2 separate regions of the Sus scrofa genome follow, and region 1 is linked to region 2. A link is a contact called in public Hi-C data. All regions are on one chromosome and are shown on one strand. The core of a region is the stretch at or near the end of the contact, and the rest is flanking DNA. Distances in the headings are between cores, read along the strand shown. Region 1 overlaps MYOM1 (myomesin-1). Region 2 holds the start of LOC733637 (myosin regulatory light chain 2 protein).

Region 1 (3,392 bases), core at 699-3,198, 85 kb before region 2:
TGGAATTTACATAAACATACATGTACACCAGACAGAGACAGAGACACAGAGAATGGGGGAGAGAAACCAGTAAAGAAAATAGTTCACCCCATTTCACCTAGAAGTGGTGGGAGACAGCAAGCATGCATCTTTACTGAACTTAGACTAAGCACTAACTTATCGATGAAATATCCCAGAATAGGACTCCCTCCATCCACAGCTGGCTGTTTCCAAGAGATGATGATGTAATCTTTATTGGCATCCAAGCACACCACGTCCAAGGGAGAGGCTGGAGCTCCTTCAATCTCCGCATCAGCATCTGTGAGGATACAGAAGGATGCTGTTAACCCTCTCAGATGTGCTCTGTCAGCCCAAAAGGCCAAGGTCTGACTAGTGCAGACTTTTCTTACCACACCACAGCAGTAGCTACATTTTTGGCCCCAGTAGAGCCATCTTCAATCATGTAATTTGCTTACGAAAGTAATGGTGTGTGCTTTTTCACCATCACTACAAGGAACATTACATCAAAAAGGCCTCTGAAAAGGACCCATGACCTTTGCCTCATGCCCTCGCCCGCCCAAAATGTTCTAAAAGAAGATAAATATGGAGATGTCAGGCACGGCTATCAAAAGAGTCTAATGTAAGTTATGCCAGGAAGTCTGCTCTTAAGATTATTATTGTACAGCATTACTTAAAAATTATGAATAGCTCCAAAGGGGAATAAACAGGCCTTTTTATCACCTTCTTGATAACACCCACAAGAGAATAAGAACCATGAAGTTTGCCCATCCCTATGCTGGGATGATCATTTTGGAAGAGAAATGAAAACATTCATTTTTAGTTAGATGTTTGTTCTCAAACTGAAGATACTTGCGAAAAGAACTCTGATGCAATACCCACATCTGAGCTTAGTTTATCGGATTTTAGCCAAAGTCCAGGACTCTACAAGAAATAGAGGACAATGATCATGAAATGGGATCTTCTGCCAGTGGGTCCCCTCAGCAATATGTGCATGGCTAAATGAGTGACTAAGGGCTGTTTTTAGGAGGAAAGGAAGGAGAATGAAAATAACCAGTTAGTAGCCTTTTAAATGAGAATGATGAAGAGGCAGAGTTCCTGGGAGAGGGGATCCACATTCGCCCATTCCTTCTGACATCTGGTCAACCCTTTAATAACCAGAATTAGTAGAAGAGTCTGAGACAGGTAGGAGCCACTCATCCAGGGGAAACAGTCTTGTTAACTAAATAAACACTTTCTTTTCCTATGAGTTGCATTTCTGGAACTCTTATAAGTTACTGAAAGGTTTGCTAACAGGGCTGAGATATTTGTCTGCTTCTGAATTTAATAGGGGTGCTTTATCTGTGAAGAGCTCAAATCACTGGTTTTGAACATTCTGTTTTTTGCCCCATGAACCCAACTCAACCCATGAACCTACAGGAAAATATCTCCTACATAAGTGCTTTAGGAGAATGTAACTAAATCATCTCACCTAAAGCATAATGCACAATCCCTGAGTTTCACACAATGGCACACGGGCATTTTGGTGGGGAGAAGCGAATTTCCTTCTGGGCTTTCAGAGCACTGGATGGATGGTGGGGAGAAGGCCTGCTGATGGTGAAGGTGGAGCAGACCTAGAATTAACTGAAGTTAACAGGGCTAAGAGCTGCTCAGCTTTGAGAGGGACAGCTGGCAACCTCTAGCCACATCCTTTTTTTAGCAAAAGGCCCATAATTTAACAACCAGCAACCTTGCTGCTAGATATATCTATCGTATGTAACAGAGCCTGGCAGAAAGTAGGCATTTAGGGAGCCATTTCTCAGCATTTTTATACAATTGCGTGGAATATGCCATTTGTGCTGTGGGCTTGACAATCTTTCAAAAAAGAGGTTTTCTGTATAGCAGCTGCTGGATGCCAGATCCAAATACCGTGTTGTGTTGCTTCACACTTGTGCTCTCGGCTCCCAGCAGCTGCTGTGGAGCATCTGGCCCACAGCGTCCATTTGGTCAATGTCAGTCCTCTCCTTAGCCTCTGCTCTCCCTTCTCCCCACCCTCTGAATGGCCAAACTTTTTGCAGGTTTTGACTGATTAGGCCAAAGATTAACCTGCTTCTATTTATATTTTGATCTCTGACACAGGCTATTTAATAACATTTTTCAAAATACACGTCATTATGTTTTTATCTTACTATAAAAGTAGTACATGCTTATAAAATATATGATCATCAAAATATATATTAAAATCCCTCTTAATTCCACAACTCAGAGATTACCACTACTAACATATTGGCTTCGATTTTTTAAGATTTTTTTTCTCTGTATTTACAAGTTCAAAAGTGATTTTTTTTAGGGGGGGCATGCCCATGGCATGCAGAAGTTCCTGGGCCAGGGATCAGCCTGAGTCACGGCAGTGACAACACTGCATCCTTAACCTAATAGACCACCAGGGAACTCCAAAAGCAATTGTTTTTTAAATAAAAATGGGATTGGACTATATAGTTTCATATAAACCATCTTTATTCACATATTTTCATATTAATAAGTGTCAGTATACATCATTAGTTTTCATTTCTGTGCAGTATTTCCATTGTTTATATGGAACACTTATACTTTATTTTCAACTCCCATTGGCAGATACCTAGATTCCTTCAGATTTTCCCCCAAACAAACATTTTTTTCAACTTCAACCACTTAAATTCCTAGAACTAGAATTGTTGGAAATGCAAACTGCTGAGACACAGTGACAGAACACAGGAGAAAAGCTACCAATTTACACTCATGGGCTCCTGTAAGAGTGCTGGTCCCTCCATTCCTTCCTCCCAGGGGACTTAAAAGATCTTATAAATCTTTTCAATGTGATAGATTAAATCATTATATCATTTCAACTTTATTGATTTGATTACTAGTGAAAACTTTTTCATATATTTATTTGTCATTTGCAATTCTTTTTCTTGACTTTTTTTTGGTCTCTTTTTTAGGGCCACACCCACGGCATATGGAGGTTCCCAGGCTAGGGATCGAATCAGAGCTACAGCTACCAGCCTACGCCACAGCCACAGCAACACCAGATCCCAGCCGTGTCTGTGACCTACACCACAGCTCACAGCAACGCCAGATCCTTAACCCACTGAGCGACAGCAGGGATCAAACCCACAACCTCATGGTTCCTAGTCAGATTTGTTTCCACTGCACCGTGACGGGAACTCCTTTTTTCATGACATTTATACCCCATCCTTTAACATTTTATCATCTTTCTCCCCTCTCTCTCCTCTCACTCTGTGTGCGGTAGGGAGAGGGAAGAAAATATAAAAGTCTAGAAGAATATGTCATAAAATGATGATAACTTTGGATGTCTCTGGATGGTAGACTTACTATAGTTTTTCTTTTTTGCTTATTTATATGATCTATTTTTTCAC
Region 2 (3,371 bases), core at 644-3,143:
TAAGAGTCGCTTAGGACCCCTGTTAAATTGACAGCTACCCAGAAGCTGCCCTAGATTTTTTTTTTTTTTTTAATTTTTGTCTTTTTAGGGCCACACTCGCGGTATACGGAGGTTCCCAGGCTAGGGGTCCAATCAGAGCTATAGCTGCTGGCCACAGACACAGCAACACCAAATCCTTAACCCACTGAGCGAGGGCAGAGATCAAACCCTCAACCTCATGGTTCCTAGTCAGATTCATAACCACTGAGCCATGACGGGAACTCCTGCTCTAGAAGATTCTGATTCAGCAGGTTCGAGATGGGAGTACCCAATATTTTGTATTTTTAGATAGTAGCCACCCCCTTCCAAAGGATTCTCACTATTAAAGCTGTTTAGTAAACTAATCATCTTTGTTTCAATTATTCTGGAGAATTAGGAGAGCTACTTATTTTTCAGTGACTTGGCCTCTAAGTGAACTTTGGAATATATTATTGGTTAAGAGACTGGTGTTCCCAAGGTTCAGCGGTTTAGAACCCAGCTAGTACTCATGAGGATGCAGGTTCATCCTGGCCCCCATTCAGTGGGTTAAGGGCCCTGCCTTGCCATGAGTTGTGGTGTAGCTCGGATGGCAGACGCATCTCGGATCTGGTGTGGCTGTGGCTGTGGTGTAGGCCAAGAGCTGCAGCTTCAATTTGACTCCTAGCCTGGGAACTTCCATCTGCTGCAGGTGCGGACCTAAAAAGACAAAAACAAAACAAAACAGAGGAAATGCTCCTGAGGTCTTTGAAGGTGTAGCTTAATCACATCCCGAGTGCATTACTCTGCAGCTTTTACCTTTCTTGTCAGCAGGGTGAGAGCGGCTTTCGAGGGGACCCCAAGCCTCAGAACTGCTCTGGCCTGGTGAGCCAGACCAGGCTCCCAAGCCCGGCTTTGGGGTGACCTGGAGTGTCATGGGCTCCAGCCCACTCCTTCGTCGCCGCACTTGCCAGACTGGACAGAGGAGGGCAGAATTGGGCGACGCAGTGTCTGAAGCTGTGTTGGGAAAGGAGAACTGAGAAACTATAGGCCAGACTTCTTACTCTTTTCACCAGGCACCCTGAGAGGCATGGGCGTGGTTAGGAAGCTCCACGCTGTGGGTCGCGGGTCTTCCCTCAGAGCCCGATGGAGACAGGTTCTCCCTGTTGTCGGGGACTCAAGAAGCTCCGGTGGGAAACAGAACCCCAAACTTTCTGAAGAGGGAATAAGTCTTCCGCCTGCCTTGGCCTGAGGAGATCCTTCTGGGGCAGAGATAGTGGCCGCTTCGCTGGGGGCCCCCGGGACTTCACAATGTTTGCTCCTGACGGAGGGGCGCGACCCTTTATAAAATAACATGGTACACAGAAATCAAATCTCTCGCCTAAAGGCCTCATCTTGAGGTACGCTAGCCGTGCTGGACCCTCAGGAGAACCAAAAACTCCCAGGTCAACCTGAGGCGAGCCCCAGGCGCAGGCGCAGGACTGCTCGGCGCCAGGGGCCGGGCACTCGGAGGCGGGGCGAAGGCCACTCACGTGAGCCGCGAAATATCTCCGCGATTTCCCTACAAGGACTTCGGCTGCCGAGCCCCGCCCCTAGCCGGGCTTTGGAATGTGCGGAGGGGCAAACCCACAGGAGAGACTCACCCATTTGCCAACAGAAAAGGGGGGAAAGAAAAGCTTACTTTGTAAAAGGGGGTATAAAAAAGACTAAAACTTAGTCATTAGTCCCAATGAACCATTTAACGTTTTTCTATGTGCTAGGCTGCCCAATTGATACTTTCTTGCAATGCAGTCGGTCAAAATTACGCCCTTGGAGCATACTGGCAACACCCCTGCCCCGTCGCCCTTCCGTTAACCCAGGCTCACAGTGTTAGCCCAGAATGGTGACTCGACTTCCTTCCGGTTCGCTAGGCGGAGGCCGGAAGTGTTGGATTGTAGCGGCTCTGGTATTGGAAGCGAGTTAGTAGCGGCAGCCGAGGCAGCGAGGGGGTACCCGAAGCAATCGGATTCTTGCGGCTGAGCAGGGTGAGTGGTGCTTGGGGCTCATTCTGGCCGCATACCCGTGGGGCGGCTGATGAGCAGCGGTGCTTCCGTGGTACCGGGAGCGCACCTGGGCAGATGTACCAGCCGCTTCGTGGGTTTCGAGCCCAAGGGCCAGCTCCAGTATCAAAAGCCGGGGGCCGGAAACGGCCCAGATGCCAATTTTGCCAGACTTGGAGGTCAGGAAATGTGGCTTAGCCTGCTGGCGCCGCGAGCTTGGGCGACAGCCGGCCTGGGAAACCCGAGCCCCGCGGATCTGACTCTGGGACTAAGTTTAGTTTCTAACGTAAACTTGCCGGATTCAAGAGTTTGCGCAAAAACTGTAGCCCATTGCCTCCCCCACCACCACTCCGGCGCACCTCCCCGCTGCAGCTGTTGTTGCAGCTGTGTGGCTACGTTTAGTTGGAATAACCACCTCAAATTAGCATCTTCCTCAGCTCAGTGTCCATTCTGTAATTAGAACTTTGTTTTAAGTGATATTTGGGCAAAGGGAGGTTTGGTGTTTAATTTGCGGCTTCAGAAAAATTCCATAATACACCACCACATTCCTTTTGGGTGGAGACTTGGGGTTATATCAGTTTCCCAAAGTGTTTCTTTTTATAGTAGTTGAATTGGTTTATCAAAGAGTATGTCAGTTCTTTACAGAACTTGGAGTAGAAATAAGCGTTCAGGTGAGATTTTAACTTCAGCGCACAAAGTTTTATATCTAAAGGTGAAGAAAGTGAGTATTTCTTAAAATTATTGCTGTTTGTTTCATGTTCTGGAAGGCATTCGATAAAACTTGACCAGAGAGCTTTTTATTTTCAAAAGTGAGGCTTTACTCTCAGTGAACCCCGACAAAGAATTGCCTTTGTCAAGTGCTGAGAACTTTTTGGGTGTGGCAGTCTAAGGGAACTGTTCCTACCTTTAACCGGAAGTTTGCAAAGGAATTGAAAACTTGGTTTAGTTGGAACGGAAGCACCACCCTGAAAATGTACTTTTAAAAAACTGTGGTTGGCACCAAAAAGTTATATATCTATTTAGCTTGGAAAAAGGTTTATTGTTTAAATGAGACAAATCAGTAGATTTGGTCTGGACTCGGAAAGCAGACACTGTGCTGTCGTACTAGGAGGTGTTTTCTGAAATGAGAGTTTTTCCTTAAAGAACATGTTTCCAGAATACTGGTCAATTTGAGTGTTCTGTAGTAGAAAAAGTCTTCAGCTCAGTTTACACTTATTACCACTATAAATGCTGGAATCTAGGATTCTAACTAGAGTAATATAGTGTAATGTTGATTAATTTGTAATGGGATTAATCCCATTTTACAAATGAAACCAGAGTATCTAGAAATTCTGAAAA

Evidence for each region. A called contact is a pair of places that touch in the nucleus more often than the background predicts.
Region 1: a Hi-C map of retroperitoneal adipose tissue shows a contact between it and region 2, with 2.5 times the contacts expected there. The contact joins the enhancer-like site here to the promoter of LOC733637 in region 2. A contact is called at or near these places in 2 of 5 promoter capture datasets (liver and skeletal muscle), 20 of 47 Hi-C or Micro-C datasets (adipocytes, alveolar macrophages, embryonic fibroblasts and 11 more) and 2 of 2 datasets of contacts at active chromatin or transcription factors (alveolar macrophages and skeletal muscle).

What each region holds. Positions count from the first base shown.
Region 1 is chr6:103,508,582-103,511,973 of Sscrofa11.1, reverse strand. MYOM1 (myomesin-1) reads right to left here. Exons shown (of 37, transcript XM_005665300.3): 11 at 157-298. Among named protein-coding and RNA genes, the nearest start is that of MYOM1, 59 kb to the right of the region's middle. Within about 2 kb of position 1,948, at least 8 of the 83 cell types and tissues checked have an H3K27ac peak or open chromatin away from gene starts, as enhancers often do. A contact at or near this core is called in fetal skeletal muscle, liver, mesenteric adipose tissue and 2 more, where this site is marked.
Region 2 is chr6:103,423,312-103,426,682 of Sscrofa11.1, reverse strand. LOC733637 (myosin regulatory light chain 2 protein) reads left to right here and starts at 1,893. Exons shown (of 4, transcript NM_001244251.2): 1 at 1,893-2,018.